2 separate regions of the Danio rerio genome follow, and region 2 is linked to region 1. The links are chromatin contacts, called in public Micro-C maps. All regions are on one chromosome and are shown on one strand. The core of a region is the stretch at or near the end of the contact, and the rest is flanking DNA. Distances in the headings are between cores, read along the strand shown.

The links. Hi-C and Micro-C count contacts between places; a contact is called where the count stands out from the background.
Region 2: a Micro-C map of caudal fin shows a contact between it and region 1, with 9 times the contacts expected there. The contact joins the promoter of pou2f2a here to the enhancer-like site in region 1. A contact is called at or near these places in 7 of 18 Hi-C or Micro-C datasets (caudal fin, embryo, hematopoietic stem cells and 1 more).

What each region holds. Positions count from the first base shown.
Region 1 is chr19:7,193,177-7,199,143 of GRCz12tu, reverse strand. The region is part of intron 2 of pou2f2a (POU class 2 homeobox 2a); the gene reads left to right. Among named protein-coding and RNA genes, the nearest start is that of erf, 61 kb to the right of the region's middle. Within about 2 kb of position 4,228, at least 8 of the 62 cell types and tissues checked have an H3K27ac peak or open chromatin away from gene starts, as enhancers often do. A contact at or near this core is called in caudal fin, where this site is marked.
Region 2 is chr19:7,258,752-7,264,278 of GRCz12tu, reverse strand. pou2f2a (POU class 2 homeobox 2a) reads left to right here and starts at 1,608. Exons shown (of 16, transcript XM_073931452.1): 1 at 1,608-1,710.

The sequences.
Region 1 (5,967 bases), core at 2,979-5,478:
AGTATTAGGTTTTAATATATGGGCTATAATGTATAATATATGTCATATAATTATATATATGGTATTTGTCATATCAAGGAAACATTAGATGTCGTATTTTTGTGACTGAGAAAGTCGGTAAGTTTTGATTGGTGTCATTTATTTGGAACGATATTGAAATGTATGAATGTTCACACTTATTCTACAGTGTAAAGTAAATCTGTGGTCTAAGTAGTGTTATGTAATGATAACAGGTCTAAAAAGTTTTGGATCAGAAATATTGGCTAATAAAACATAATATCAAGTATTAAATGGTAATATAGGCTATAATGTGATATGTTATATGGTATTTGTCATATCAGGAAAACATTAGACATTGTGTTTTGTGACTGAGAAAGTCTTACGTTCTAATAGGTGTTTTTATTTATTTGGAACAATATCGAAATATATAAATATTCACACTTATTCTACAGTGACTAGTAAAGAAGAAAATCTTAGTAGTGTTTTATGTAATGATAACAGGTCTAAAAATGTTTTGGATCAGAAATCTTAGCTGATAATAAATAATATCAAGTATTAAGTTGTCATATAGGCTATAATGCAATATGATATATGTTATATACTTAAAGATGTGGTATTTGATATATCAGGGGAATGTTAGACATTGTATTTCGTGACTGAGAAAGTCTTAAGTTCTGATAGATGTTATTAATTATTTGGAACAATACCGAAATGTATAAACAGTTACACTTATTCTACAGTGACTAGTAAAAAAGTCAGTCGTAGCAGTGTTTTATGTAATTATATTACGTCTAAAATGTTTTGGATCAGAAATCTTGGCTAATAATGCATAATATCAAGTATTAGGTTTTAATATATGGGCTATAATGTATAATATATGTCATATAATTATATATATGGTATTTGTCATATCAAGGAAACATTAGATGTTGTATTTTGTGACTGAGAAAGTCGGTAAGTTTTGATTGGTGTCATTTATTTGGAACGATATTGAAATGTATAAATGTTCACACTTATTCTGCAGTGTTCTAACAGGTCTAAAATGTTTTGGATCAGAAATATTGGTTATAAAACATAATATCAAGTATTAAGTGGTAATATAGGCTATAATGTGATATGTTATATGGTATTTGTCATATCAGGAAAACATTAGACATTGTATTTCGTGACTGAGAAAGTCTTTAAGTTCTGATAGGTGTTTTTATTTATTTTGGAACAATATCGAAATATATAAATATTCACACTTATTCTACAGTGACTAGTAAAGAAGTAAATCTTAGTAGTGTTTTATGTAATGATAACAGGTCTAAAATGTTTTGGATCAGAAATCTTAGCTAATAATAAATAATATCAAGTATTAAGTTGTCATATAGGCTATAATGCAATATGATATATGTTATATACTTAAAGATGTGGTATTTGGTATATCAGGGAAATGTTAGACATTGTATTTCGTGACTGAGAAAGTCTTAAGTTCTGATAGATGTTATTATTTATTTGGAACAATACCGAAATGTATAAACATTTACACTTATTCTACAGTGATTAGTAAAAAAGTCAGTCGTAGTAGTGTTTTATGTAATGATATTAGGTCTAAAATGTTTTGGATCAGAAATCTTGGCTAATAATGCATAATATCAAGTATTAGGTTTTAATATATGGGCTATAATGTATGATATATGTTATATAATTATATATATGGTATTTGTCATATCAAGGAAACATTAGATGTCGTATTTTGTGACTGAGAAAGTCGGTAAGTTTTGATTGGTGTCATTTATTTGGAACGATATTGAAATGTATAAATGTTCACACTTATTCTACAGTGTAAAGTAAATCTGTGGTCTAAGTAGTGTTATGTAATGATAACAGGTCTAAAAAGTTTTGGATCAGAAATATTGGCTTATAAAACATAATATCAAGTATTAAATGGTAATATAGGCTATAATGTGATATGTTATATGGTATTTGTCATATCAGGAAAACATTAGACATTGTATTTTGTGACTGAGAAAGTCTTTAAGTTCTGATAGGTGTTTTTATTTATTTGGAACAATATCGAAATATATAAATATTCACACTTATTCTACAGTGACTAGTAAAGAAGTAAATCTTAGTAGTGTTTTATGTAATGATAACAGGTCTAAAATGTTTTGGATCAGAAATCCTAACTAATTATAAATGAGACCAAGTATTAGGCTATAATGTAATATGATATATGGTATTTGTCATATCAGGGAAACGTTAGCTATCGTATTTCGTGACTGAGAAAGTTAAGTTCTGATAGGTGTTATTTATTTGGAACAATACCAAACATTCACACTTATTCTACAGTGACTAGTAAAGAAGTAAATCTTAGTAGTGTTTCATGTAATGATATCAGGTCTAAAAATATTTTGGATCAGAAATCTTGGCTTATAATAAACAATATCAAGTATTAATATGAAACATGTTACATAACTATAAATATGGTATTTGTCATCAGGGAAACGTTAGACATTGTATTTCGGGACGGAGAAAGTCTTAAGTTTTGATAGGTGTTATTATTTGTTTGAAACATTATCGAAATGTATAAACATTCACATTTATTCTACAGTGACTAGTAAAGAAGTAAATCTTAGTAGTGATTTATGTAATGATATTAGGTATAAAAATACTTTTGGATCAGAAATCATGGCTAATAATAAATAAAATCAACTATTAATTAGTAATATAGGCTATAATGCAATATATGTTATATAATTATAATTATGTTATTTGTCATGTCAGGGAAACGTTAGACATTGTATTTTATGACTGAGAAAGTCTTAAAATGTATAAACATTTACACTTATTCTACAGTCTCTAGTAAAAAAAGTGCATCTTAGTAGTGTTTTATGTAATGATATTAGGTCTTAACAATATTTTGGATCAGAAATCTAGGCTAATAATGAATAATATCAAGTATTAGGATGTAATATAGGCTTTATGTGATGTGATATATGTTATATAATTATAAATGTGGTATTTGTAACATGAGGGAAAAGTTAGACGTACTTCGTGACTGAGAGAGTCTAAGTTCTGGGTGTTATTATTTATTTGGAGCAATATCGAAAATATGTCTTACCTGAGTATTTCTAGATGACAAAAAACATATGAAAGAGGTGTCATAAAGACGTATATCCTCAAGACACTACAACATATTGAACGGATTATAGGCCTACGTCTGTCCCTCAGAGCCTCGTTTTTATAAATGAAGTTTATCCCGAATAGGATTTGTCATTGCTAACATTTAAAGCGCATCATGGGCAAAACTATTAATGTAAGTTTATGTTGTATTGATAATATATTGGGATGTCTTTTAAAACACAGAAGTCAGCATCGAAATAATTGACGACGATAAAAATGACTTGCCTTTCAAAGATTGGACAGTACAGAACGTAATATTAATATGTTCATGGATAAAGATTATACAAACACGTTTCTATTGATAGGCAAAGCTGCTCAGTTTAGACTCTCTTTCAATTCACAGATAATGTTTATCCTGTTAACATTTATAAATAACACAATAATAGAAAAGGGAAAGGGTAGGGAAAATACCAGAGAAGCATCCGTTCGTCTGTGAGGACTCGTAGGTGTTTAATATTAGTTTCGTTTTTAAGCTAATCTCATTCACATATAACAAAAGCTATGTTAATTAGACTTCTAACCTTAAAATAAGTCAAATTAAACCTAAGAAACTTAAAGTTAAAGTCGAAAACTTACAAGAAATCGCTCGTTTGATCTGCAAAGCTGCTCGTGAAGCCGGTTTGATGGTATTTAAAGCCGCTGCTGCCCTCTTGCGGTGCATTTGCGCCATTTCGGTTTCATTTCATTTTGAAATGTGTTAATTTTAGCGCATTGAGAGAACGAGCAGTGGAAAATAGAGGCGTGTGAAGAACTAAAATCAGATCTGCTTGTGTTTTCGTCGTCGTGATGAGCACTTTCCAGCCACCCCAGCACTTTCTTATGCTGACTTGAGCTCTGAGTGCTTCCCTCTGTGTCTTTCAGCCTCCTCCTTTCTTAACATTAATCTCCACCACTTCAAACCAGCCCTGATGACTGCCCACAACAAAGAATAACCACATATTTTACCTGGTTTGTGCCTCAAGATAATAACTTTTTCCTTTTTCGTGCGTGTGTTCACTCGTACCTGCGTTCAGAGGAAGTGTAGGGGTAAAACACATCGATGGTTGAAGGCGGAGAGTGAGAAAATGTAGGGGGGAAGTGAGGAGAGAGTGACTGTATGAGCCTTCATTCATTCTTTCTACCATATAACTATTAATTCTAGTTCAACTTGAGCTCTTTTTAAGTACGACTTTTTGAGTATTCTAACAATATTATGAATATTCACTCAGCAATTAGCATGAATTTTTGACAGAGAGCCAGGATTGGTCAGCTTATTAGGGCACGGTGAGGTGAATTGAAGTCTCACACTTGTAAACCTGAGAGACTCAAGCAGACTGAAGGCTGTGGTTTATTTATAAAATGGCGGCTATGGCGAAATGTCTGAATTCCAGGTAAGTCAGTGTCTTTCTTTCTCTCTCCCTCTCTCTCTTTTCCTCGCTTTCCTTCCCTCTAATGATCTCTCGAGAGGGGGCCGCAAGGTTAATTAGCTTCGCCTTCACTAACAGACTCTGCTAATGAGAGGACATCAAAACTAACTGGACTGAGGCCAAAAGTAATGAAATGTCAGGAGCAACTCTCTGGAGGAATGCAAGAGGCTTGAATATCAGCGTGTGTGTTTGTATATGAGGTGTAATATAGTGCTGGTGTATGCAATCGGGGTGTAGTTGGTCTCAGTGCTTTTCTTGTGGATAGAATAAAATAAATGTTGGGTGTTTAAAGCCAAATTTGGATTAAGTATTAACAAACCCAATAGGTTGGGCTTAAAGTGTAATAAAAACCATTTGTTTGCCCATATTTTACGCAAATCCAGGGTAAAGCAATCCATTTTTTAAGTGATAAGTAATTATATGCAATTATTTTATTGTGTAGAGTATCAGTGAAGTGTCTGTGTGTGTGTGTAAATACACTAACACAAATTGGGTTATTTCAACCCAATTTTGAATCAAAATATGGTCAAAACTAACTGAAGGGTTAATTTTATGAAGCATATTGGTCTCACTTCATTTTAAGGTACAATTCTCGATATTAACAACCCATTAAGTAAGATTTTTAGCTTAATAAATAACTAATTGGCTGCTTATTAATTGTTATTAAGGTTGTAGTTGGGTTTAGTTATTGGGTAGGATTAGGTATGTAGAATAAGATCATGCAGAATATGTACTTAAATAATAAATGATAATAAAAATTATAATAAACAGCCTAAACCTTAATAATAAGCATGCTAATAAGCAAATTGGTTACTATACTAAAGCATTACCAATAAATTTATAGGCCCAAATTTATGCCAACATTTGGATTTGTCCATGTTTTATAGTACTCAAAGTCACTGATCGAACATAGACCGTCACATTAGATTACAAATGAGTAAACTACAACACAATATGATAAAATAAGCAGCTGCAGAAGCCAGATATTGTGCGAAAGGATGAGCTTTTAGTTTAAGGACGAGATATTGAGTGTGTTAGTTTTGTTTTGTGCTGGATACAATGGTGAGATGTTCACACGAGGATTTATGGGAGTAAATTAAGTTGTAATGAGGCCAGTGTATCAGTTTTGCTCTGCTGAGTCTGCATTTGCGCTAGTGCATTACTTTGTTATAGAAGCAAAAAATAACAAAGGAAAACAAATCTTTATCTGTATCAGAGTGTTTACATCAATACCCAATCAGCATGTTATCACCATCGTACAGGAGTTTATATACCAAGAAAATATTGTCAGACATGTTTAGAATAAATTAATGACATAATAAAATACTGTGTTATAAAGATCAAAATGAAGCCTCGTTTTACCCGTTAGTTGTACCATTTATACTTTGCCACT
Region 2 (5,527 bases), core at 359-2,858, 68 kb before region 1:
AGTTTTCCTGTCTTTTCTGTACATTTTTATCCACAAATTTTCTAAATTGCAGTATAGAGTCATAAAAAGAGACTCTCAAATCCCCTTCTATAAAAGGTTCGACTCTAATATATCATAAGAATTAAACAAGGGTTTTGAAAGCAACTTCATCTGATGTTCTGATTTAGAAATGTGTGCAAATTAGCACATATATATTAAATAATTCAGTTTTAAAAAAATATTTTAACAAAACTTCTAATGCAAAAATAGCTTGTGATTCTAGATGTAATCCATCAACTGGGGGAGTATGATGGTTACTATTAGAACTTTTTTTTTTTTTTTACCCTTTTTTAGTGGCATCATCTTGTCTTAAAGCAAAAAATATAAAAATAAAATGATATCTAATAATGATGAAGACACGGAAATGTTTAAATCAGCTTTTGTTCTTCAAAGCTACAACATATTCAGTGTATACATAGAGACCATTTTGAGGGATGTAAACAAAAACAATGTTCCTAAAATATTTGCTGTTTTACATTTTTTATTTCTATAGCTTCTGAGAATCCAAAAAGAGCCACATATTGATAAATAAAGTTATAATAGCTGTTTTAACATTAAGTTATGATTGAATTACCTCTTGTTACAGTTATGAAATAGTTTGATAACAAGCAGGAAATGTTCATGGGCCAACGACATCCCCACATTAAAATTGTAATAGCAGTTTATATGTACTAAAGCAGTTAAATATAGTCGTTTTTAAGTTGTACTTTTAATGTAAGAATGTAAGTACTTTTTAATGCATATTTTGTATAGGGTTATGAACACTTTCAGAAGTTTACTAGCTTAAAAATGAGTTAAAAGCTCGTCCAAATACAATAAAGTGACCCAATACACAGTGCTCTTGCAACAATTGGGTACTATTCAGGTAAGACTAACAGGTGTTTAATAAACAAAACATGTTCGAAAATTATTACTGAATGCTGAGATAAGCTTCTGGTGTTTGTAAAATGTAGAGGATGAAGCTAAACATGTCCAAAACACATGTTTAGCTTCTACAACTTATATCTCTTCTACCATATTAGAGGTTAAACTCTTTATTCAAAAGTTTAGGTTTAAGCTAATGTTCTTTATAACCGCTTCAGAGAAGATAAATCAGGAATTAAGAACTAAACATGGCTAACGTTAAATAATGAAGTTATCGTGTACATTTTAACATTTTAAAGGTATACTTGTGCTTTTGGGAGCTTTTTAATTAGTACACACTCTATAACAAGTGACTCTGGTATGTATCATTAAAGCTTATATAGGTATAAACACTTATAAGCATACTTATATTTAAAAGTTCAACAATGACAGGGATACTCACGGAAAGATTTAGAGCCAGCGGCGAGCTGTTGCTATGGTGACTTCCTGAGGTGAACTGGACTTCCTATTCATGAACGTCTTGAAAGTTAACTTTGACGAAATTAATCAAAGTTTTGTAGCTATAACATACTTAAATACATTTAATATAAAAACCCATCGACCTTTTCTGCTTGAGTGAGTTTAAACGTTAATAACAAGCAACAATGGGTGAAACTGTTCATAAAATTCATCAATGTAAAGTGCAATTCACACCGCTAGATGGCGACCAAACTCGCCAAATCATGTGCTTTCTTGTTGAGTATCTGGACGCCGATTGACTTGACATTCAAGATTTGATTCTTCAGATTGAAGTTTATCTTCACTCAGGTGATGCAAACTACACATATTTAAGTACACTTACTACACAAGCGGGGTTATGAAATATTAAATCTTAATTCGAAATTATAAGTTTCTTGTTATCACATCAAAAGCGCATTACACAAGGTATTGTTTTGTTGATCGAAAATAAATTAATTTATTAGTTTCACTAACCGATTGTGTCTTGCCCTAATGGCGCTCTAGAAAAAATGCAGTTATGTCCATATTTACATTATAATTTGCGATTCATAAACCGTTTGTACATCATAATGTTAGCATACGTTTTCTCTTCAAAATGATTTGAGCTTAATTCAAGTCTCCAGTGCGAATAAATGTTTTGGCGGACAAAAAACAAGGCGATGATGTCTTATTTTAGAAGACGATCGCTACTTTTATGCAGGGGGTGGCTATTTACGAAAATTAACCATGATTTCATTACATTAAACGGTTACCATATAACCGACAGCCACAATTTTACAAATTTATCCAGCTAGCTGATTCCTGGTAGTTAAAATGTACATTAGATAAGCTCTAAATTCGCTGCCACGTTCAAAACAAGTCACCGTCTTGATAACGTTACTTTCCAGTTTAAGGCCTAAAGATTCAATAATAATTTACATTTGTAATTATGTTGTTTAGACTTATCTAATTCCAGTTCAGATACATTTTAAAGGAACAGTTGAGGAATAATTTCGCTTTTTTTTGCCATAGGGCCTATATTAAATCACTCATGTCTTCTTGTTGAGGTATCCCTGCTGAAAAATCCAGCCTAAGCTGGTTAGCTGGTCGACCAGCCTCGTTTTTAGATTTTGGCCATTTCCAGCCTGGTCTTTGCTGGTTGGGTTGGAAGATGACCTGCTAAAACCAGGCTGGGAGTCCAGCCAGCTATGTCCAGCTTAATCCAGGCTGATCAGCTGGTTTTAGTTGGTCATTTTTCAGCCTGACCAGCTAATACCAGGCTGTAAATAGCTGGAAACCAGCCTGGAAATGGCTAAAACCCCTCTAAAAACAGGCTGGTCGACCAGCTAAAACCAGCCAACCGGCCTTTAAGCAGTTTTTTTTTTCTGCAGAGATGACAAGGTATTTATCCACACATTTAAATAAATAGGGCTATATTATATAATAGTCTGCTTGATATTTGGAGTTTGTCAAAAAGTAGGAACCCAGGAAGTAGATGAAGAGGAAATTCTGGACTTGGAGGTGTAGGAACTTTTTGAGTTGAGGGGATTTGAGTGACCAGAAGTGGCTGTTAACACTGACCAGACTGAGGTGTACAAGTTTGATGAAGGATTTTAGGTAATGGTTCTACGGGCCATTGGCAGCTCTGCAGGCTAAGAACAGTGTCTTGGTTTTATTTCTTGCAGTCAGTGTAGAGAGCTGAGCACAGGCGGAAAATAAGAGAATTTCCAGAGGTTAAATACAAGTCGAGCGGCAGCATTTTGGATGCGCTCGAAGAACCGTGTAGGAGATACAGGAGGACCAAAGAGGGCTTGAGCTTCTGTGATTAAGAGCATGATTATAGTTGTTTGAGATATTCAGTTGCTTCACTGGGTTTCTAAACACTAAAAAATGTTAGCTTAACTGGCAGTGTATCTATAAAACCTGCTGTATCACATTTGATACACAAATATTTAAGGCCTCTAAACTTCTAAATATAAAGAGGCCTGGAAAAAACTAAAAGGGCTTTTAAAGGGATAGTTCACTCAAAAACTTGTCAACTTGTCATCAGTTGCTCATCCTTGTTTTAAGAGTTTCTTTGCTCTGTTGAACACAAAAGAAGATATTTTAAAGCTGGGAACGTGTAACCACTGAATTCAATTGTATTTGTTTTACCTACTCTGCAAGTCAAAGTTTAAAGGTTTTCAGCTTTTTATCAAAATATCATATTGTGTTCAACAGAAAGAAGAAAGAAACTCATGAAGGTTTTTAACTACTTGAGGCTAAATTAATTAGTGAGTAAATTTTTATTTGGGGTCAACTATTCCTTTAAAATAAATGTTTTTTTCCAAGAACCAATGTTTCGTAGAGGGAAGAATAATTTGATAATCCTTTTTTTTCAATTATTTTTTTTAAACTCTAAAACATTTTGTGGAATGAGAAGATGTATGTTAAAGGTTCTTCATGCAACAATAAATGCCAATAAAAAAATCTTTAAGTAAGTATGTGATCAAAACTTTGCTTTATAAAAGGTTTGATATATGACATGTCATCTGATTAAGAGTTTAAAATGTTTGTTTGTTTGTTTATAAACCAAAAGGGTTTTTTCTCTCTTTGAGAGGTTTCAGGTTGTGGTACATTCGACTTCTTTGTGCTGCTGAAGGTATATAAGATATAACTAACTCCTTAACTTAATATCCTGCTCTGTTAAAATAGTTGGGTTAAAAATACCCCAACATATAACCCAACTATAGGTTGTTATAGCACCTGCAGCAGGCTTCACTCAGTGTCCACTATTTACAATACATTTTAACCACATCCAAATGCTTCTAAAAGATGGTCCTGGAAGGTGAAACGGATATAAAAAACACAACACGGAGAGGTAATTTGATTTAAAAAATAGCAACAATAATATTGCGTTATAGCTTAAATAAACTTTGTAACGCAAAGACAACATTAAACACGCATAATACAGCTGTTTTGTGTCAGTTAAATCAGTTGACTTGTTAAATAAATAATCCAGTGAAGGTTAAAAATAACCAAATAAAGCACCAAACATTTACCTCAACTGGTTGAGTTATTAATAAATAACCTAACAAAGGTTAAAAATAACCCAACAAAGCACCAAATATGTTTAACTCAGCCATTGGGGTAAATAAATAACTCAACTTTTTTTAGAGTGTGTATATTTGACAACATCTAAAAATTATCACAGTACCTTCAAGATGCTAATTAAGCAAGAATTTTTAATAATTTTAAATATAATAAAATGTACTATAATCACTTTTTATTTTATATTTCTTTTAAGAAGTAATTCATTTGTTTAATTTTATATTAATAGATCTGTAACACTATATAAAAATAAAACACGATTTCTCTCATATTTTAATGCTTTTTTTCAAGTTATTTAAAACATCAAAATCAGAATGAGTTTTATTAGTCAAATAAAACACACAAGGAATCTTTTGTGGTTTTTCAGGTGCTCAGGATAAATAAATATATTCATATCAACACAAGAACACAGAAGTATGTTTTAAAAAAGTAGAAAATTAAGTAATTAATAAAAAATGTTGAAGTTATAAATATAGATATAGATGTTTTATGTGTAATATGCACATTGTTGGCTTAAAATAAATATTTAGTTGCATTAAGTATACTCTGTGGGCATCACGGTGGCGCAGTGGGTAGCACAATCGCTCCCGTAATCGTGGGGGTTTTCTAACAGTGCTCCTGTTTCCCCCACAGTCCAAAGACATGTGATATAGGTCAGTATTTCTCAGCCACGTTCCTGGAGGACCACCAGCTCTGCACATTTTCCATGTCTCCTTAACCAAACACCTGATTCAGATCATCAGCTAATTAGCAGAGACTTAAAGACCTGTAATGGGTTTGACAGACAAAGGAGACATCCAAAACATGCAGTGCTGGTGGTCCTCCAGGAACGTGGTTGAGAAACACTGGTGTAGGTGAATTGGGTAAGATAAAATTGTCTGTAGTGTATGTGTGTAAATGAGTGTGTACGGATGTTTCCAAGTGATGGGTTGCAGGTGGAGGGGCATCTGCTGCTGAATAAGTTGGCGGTTCATTGCATTGTGGCAGCCCCAGATTAATAAAGGGACTAAGCCGAAAAGAAATATGCTCTGTATAAATAATCACTTTTGTTTATTTC